2 separate regions of the Zea mays genome follow, and region 1 is linked to region 2. Evidence: chromatin contacts called from public Hi-C data. All regions are on one chromosome and are shown on one strand. The core of a region is the stretch at or near the end of the contact, and the rest is flanking DNA. Distances in the headings are between cores, read along the strand shown. Region 1 holds the start of LOC100191591. Region 2 has its middle 140 kb from the start of LOC100279916.

Region 1 (2,700 bases), core at 135-2,634, 230 kb after region 2:
CTCTCTCCAAAATCAGCATGTAGGGTCTCGACCCCCTTCTTGGCGTCATGCATCACCTTGAAGCTAGCCGGCATGGCTCCCTCCCCAAGCTTGAACCGGTCGACTTTCTTCTCCCAGCCCTGCAGCAGCAGGGTCTTGAGAAGGAAGTTCTTGACAATATCTGGCTCGCCATTCATCAGAAACGCCAGTGCACTCGGCACGAAATCCCTCACAAACACCTGCCCACCAAGGTACCCTGAATAAGATATATGTACTCCTACGAGCTTCGAATGACAAGCTTGGAATCAAATAATTTTCAACTTGTGTCAACAACAGTGGTGGATCTAAGATTTTTATCTAAGGGTATGCCACCAAAAATGATTATACAATTCGATAGAACCATTTTTCAATTTGGTAGTAACAGTTGTAGAATTACAATGTAATTTGATATACATGCACTGGATAACAAGATACTCCTAAATTTTAAATTCGAAGGCATAAATTACAATATAAATACTTCAAACGCCTGTCAGTTAAAATTTAGACATAAAAGAGCATAAGAGACTTACAATACTACCTAAATGACTTTTTTTAACTGATACTTTCTAAGCGATATGAATGTGTCGAATATACATTTATACCATTTTCTAAGCGATATGAATGTCTATTACAAGTAATAATCAATTTTTCACAAGAGGGAGCTATAAAATGGAGTGACAGCCCACTTGGTCGTAGTTGAGGACTTCCTCGGACGCGTGGTCGACGGCGGCAACGGTGCCAAGGGGCTGGCCGCGAAAGAAGACGAGGGAGCGGCGGAGCGCCTCCCAGGCGTCGCCGACGATAGGGTGGGGCTCGAAGGAGTGCAGCGCGGAGGAGGCCGGCGTGCCGACGAGGGAGCGCAGGCCGCCCCCAGGCGAGTACATGCCGTCGAAGCCACCCCTGCCGTATCCGCCGGAGTGCGAGACGTCGCTGAGAGAGTGGTCGTCGAAGGAGCGCTGGCGCTCGACGTTGATCCGCGGCTTACTGAGCAGCCGCGTGAGCTCAAAGTCATCCGACTCCGACAGCGAGGTGTGCGACGCCGACCGCCGCATCCCGCCGCCAACCGCCAGCTCCATGGCGTCCGGGGTCTTCTTCCCTCTCCTCCTCGCCCCTTGGGTCAAACCAAACCTGCGCCCGGCTCCGCCTCCGAGCCCCCACCCAGATCTGGCCCGAGCGCCGGCGAGCGAGAGATCTGGGCGCTGGCACGACAAGGAAGGAAGGGGGCAGGCGCGAGCAAGACACGGCCGCGCGAATCTCTATGCGAGTAGCGACGACGGCAGGGTGGGGACGTGGAAGGAGGGGGCAAAAAAAAGATTAGCTTGTTGCGGAGACGTACTTATACTCTTATAGTAAACCGAGATGAGGCCTCGCCGGCGGCGGAGCCGTGCGGCACCACGGAGTCTTATAGCGAGCAATGGTGGATTGGTGGGTCAAGGGGGCCCTCGCGTGGATGAAGGTGGTTGCCCGGCAGCTTCGTTCCTGGGGGTGCGGGATTTTGGTGGGTCGAAGCAAACAGCTAGAGCGGGTGTGCAGGTGCAGCTGTGTTGCACGTGGGGTTGGTGGAGGGTGGGGAGGACGCGGCGCCGACGTGGCACGGTGATCGCGGTCGAGTGGCTGCCTGCTGCCCTGCTCCCACGGGGGAGGACGGGCAGGGCGTCGGGCAACGGTGCCGAGATGCCCGGCGATTTGGGGGAAGCTGGCGGGGTCGCGCGGCAGCCGTAGGCCGGAGCTCGTAGGATCTGCTTGGCTCATTTTTGTCTAGGATTTAATCCTGTGGATATGCTTAAGCTTAACTACGGAGTGTGTTTTGTATCGTTTCCTTATGGGGTAGGACCGTAGGATACTGATCATCGTTGAATCTCTCATTTAGGTCTTATTCAGTTAAGGTGGATGAAAAGAGATAAGATAGAATTAAAGACTTTGTTTGGTTCACTATCTAATTTGCCACACTTTACCTAACTTTTCTGTTTAAGATTAGGGTTGTTTAGTTTGTGACTAAATGTGTCACACTTAGCCTAATGTTAGTCGTTCGAATTGAAAACTAACCTTAGACAGAAAAGTTAGGCAAAGTATGACAAGTTAGGCATCGAACCAAACAGGCCCTAGCTTTTTAATTCGAACGACTAACCTTAGTTAAAGTGTAGCGTAGGTAACCACGAACCAAACAGACCCTAAATCCTCTTTAAGGATGCGCTTGATTAGAGAGTCAACTAGAATGGAGCAATTCCATTCCAGTTTTTCTAAAATAGTGTCGTTCTATTTCGCATTTGGCAAACAGAACAGAGTTGCTCCATTTTTGTTTGGTTGAAGAGTATAATAGAGTGAAGCCGCTCCGTTCTCTGTTTGATTGGAGATCCATATGAGTGTAGAGAGTAGTAGAGGGATAAGAGCACTCGCATTCAATTTTTTTGGAGTGAGAGAATTCCAACTATTTATGATAAATTTTCATATGGAAGTTTCGGGATATTCCATTTTCTCCACTCCGCGACCAAACACACCCTAAGGCTAGTTCTTGAACTCTATTTCTCTAAGAGCTAGTTTGGGAACTCTATTTTTTCAAAGGATTTCTATTTTACCAATGTAAATTGAACTAATTTTCCTCGAAAAATGAAAATCCCTTAAAAAAATGGGGTTACCAAACTAGCCCTAAGAGATTTCTATTTTCACAAGAGAAATTAGTTT
Region 2 (2,700 bases), core at 118-2,617:
CTCTCCCCCCTTCGCGCTCGCCCACGCGCTCGACCCATCTGGGCTGGGGCACGCAGCACACTCACTCGTCGGCTTAGGGACCCCCCTGTCTCGAAACGCCGACAGTTTCTGAGAAGGGCAATGTAGGAATCCCTCGTCCGAAAAGCCATCGCAGCATGATCGACCCAAGAACCTCCCTATATGTAGCTCCTCCACCGCCCTTGCCCCTTTTGGGTAAGGTAGCCCTCCACTAGCTTTCCTAATTAGTCAGCCAAGGGTGTCCCATTCCACCCTTGTGGTAGCACGGATATCTCAAGTTAAGCTCCATGTTCCAATTAACACAATGATCTTGTCATGAACAATAATTAAACAACAACATAACTGGAACATGATCATAATATAACATTAATTTCCCAAAACCAGGTAGAGCAATAGCAAAACTACCCAATAGTTCTTTTGTCTGCAAGGTGTGGGATAAACAATGCTAGGGAAGCCTATTAGGTCTCATTAAATTAACCTGAGCATGTCACAGTGATTAATAGGAACATTATTGGGTAAAGAGAAAAGTGATCAAGGGCACAACTTGCCTTAGACTTGAGATCCACAGGTACCAACTTGGTCTTCAAGTGACTCGTAACCTCGCTGCTACTCGTAGCAATACATACAAACGAACAAGGAGTACATAAAAATAACATTACACCAAACATGAGAACAAACTGCATAATAATGTCCTACACGTCGTAACTAGATCCTAGGTTCGAGAACCACTAAATTCGGAGTTACGGTCATAAAGTTATGATTTTCCGAATGTTTAAGTGTCTACTATAAAGCAAAGGAGGTACAAGATTTTAATCATATGTTTCATGGTATTACAAAGTTACTAGATGATAAACAATATTAATGTGAGATTAATGAAACTAGAATGGATCAAAAAGGAGCTAAAATAAAGGAGTTATGAATTTCCGAGGTTTGCAGACTTATTTTTTATACTAAAAATCCATTTTTGGATTTATTTTACCAAATTCTATAAGTCTTGGACTGAGGGTGCCATTCTTTAAGAGATCAAGGGCCAAACTGCAAGTTTTAGGGGCATATATTAAATTTTCTACAATTGCATCATGACAGCGGGTTGAGTTGAAAGAAACCTAAGGGCTCATGCGCAAAACAGGCTGGCCGAAGGGGTACAAGCGAATATGGACGGCCTGATCACCCGCTAGCGGCCAGGATTAAATCACTAAACCGGCATATAATGATAGCCGCAAGATCTATCACTGACGCATCAGATTTTATAACGCCCAGATCGATTTTCGAGCGCCCGATCTAGATCAAACGGCCCGCGTCAGATCTAGCCGAAGCGTTATACGTGAATCTAATCCGGGGCGTCCTTTCCGCAATCAACGATTACAAACTTTCCTCCCCAACCTTCTAATCTCTATCGTTCATCTAGATCCTACGATCTCCACACCATCTTCATCCACCAGCTGACCAAGCGGCGGCGGGCAACCCCACGGCGGAGGCCATGGCCGACAATGCCCGTTCCGTGCAACATCACCCCATCCATTAATCCTATCCGCGATCAATGTTCCCTAGGTGATGGTGAATATATGTAATAACCTCTTACCCGCGATTGAACAAGGTAGAGGTCTAGCGACGCCACCCGACGGCTCCGCGGTGGTGGGGAAAGATGACGAGAAATTGGAATGACTAAGAGGCTCCCTCCTACCTGCAGATGCCTCGGGTACCACCTAGGGGACCCCGTGAATCCTCCCGACCAAGAGACCGACCGCAACAATGGTCGTGTAACATGGGCGGTGGCTCGCATATGCCCACGCATGAACACAACACAGCGGCGAGGCCCTCAGTGGTTTCAATAGATGAGGTGAATCGAGCAGGGCGATGACTTATAGCGGTCGGGCTTCAGGTCACGGGGATATCGGGTTTATATCTTCGCGAAGCTCGCGGATTAGGAGGCGGAGGGATCACGACGAGCCTGTTTTCCCTGAAGTTCACGCAGTCGGTGCTAACAAATCTCGTTTGGGGGAGGGAGGAACTGGCAACTGGGTCCCCCACACCAGTGACTGAGCGCAAGCGTGCGTGCTCGGATAAGGAGGCTGACCACCTGACCCACCGGTCAGCGCGAAGGTGGCAATTGGGCTGGCGCGGGGGAGGCAAATGGGCCGACCAGGGCAATTTGGCCCATGTGGTAGGCGATTTTCCCTTTTTTATTTTCCTATTTCCATTTCTTTTCTTATTTCTATCCTCTAATTATTCAAATTATAAATTCAAACCTAATGCAATCATTCAAATAAATCTCAGCATGAATGCAAGTCCATAGTTTTATTGATTTATTTATTTATTATGCTTCTTTAAGTTTTTTAATATGAAATTCATACACTCCAAAGTATGCATTTTAAGATAATAATTTCTAGTCTATAAAATCTTTTATAGATCACTTTATCAAAGGGATAACTAAATTCATATATGGATTTTTCTTATTAGAAAATATTTTAAATTTATGAGAGATGACTTCAGAGGTAAGGAAATCCTTGTTAGAAGATATTTGAATTTAAAATCCTTGGAGACTTTTCCTAAATCCCAAAGTTATGACTTGAGGTGTTACAAATTCTACCCCTCTTAAAAATAATCTCGTGCTCGAGATTAGTAGAAAAGGGATGCAAAAGTTTTGTTTTGCAGTTGGCTTCTAGTTGTCCAAATGAGATC

The links. A called contact is a pair of places that touch in the nucleus more often than the background predicts.
Region 1: a Hi-C map of endosperm shows a contact between it and region 2, with 5 times the contacts expected there. The contact joins the promoter of LOC100191591 here to the enhancer-like site in region 2. A contact is called at or near these places in 4 of 25 Hi-C or Micro-C datasets (ear, endosperm, leaf and 1 more).

What each region holds. Positions count from the first base shown.
Region 1 is chr4:119,433,681-119,436,380 of Zm-B73-REFERENCE-NAM-5.0, forward strand. It overlaps LOC100191591, which reads right to left and starts at 1,385. Exons shown (of 4, transcript NM_001137021.1): 1 at 705-1,385; 2 at 1-218. The coding sequence starts at 1,094.
Region 2 is chr4:119,201,459-119,204,158 of Zm-B73-REFERENCE-NAM-5.0, forward strand. No RefSeq gene overlaps it. Among protein-coding and RNA genes, the nearest start is that of LOC100279916, 140 kb to the left of the region's middle. Within about 2 kb of position 1,368, at least 17 of the 20 cell types and tissues checked have an H3K27ac peak or open chromatin away from gene starts, as enhancers often do. A contact at or near this core is called in ear, endosperm, leaf and 1 more, where this site is marked.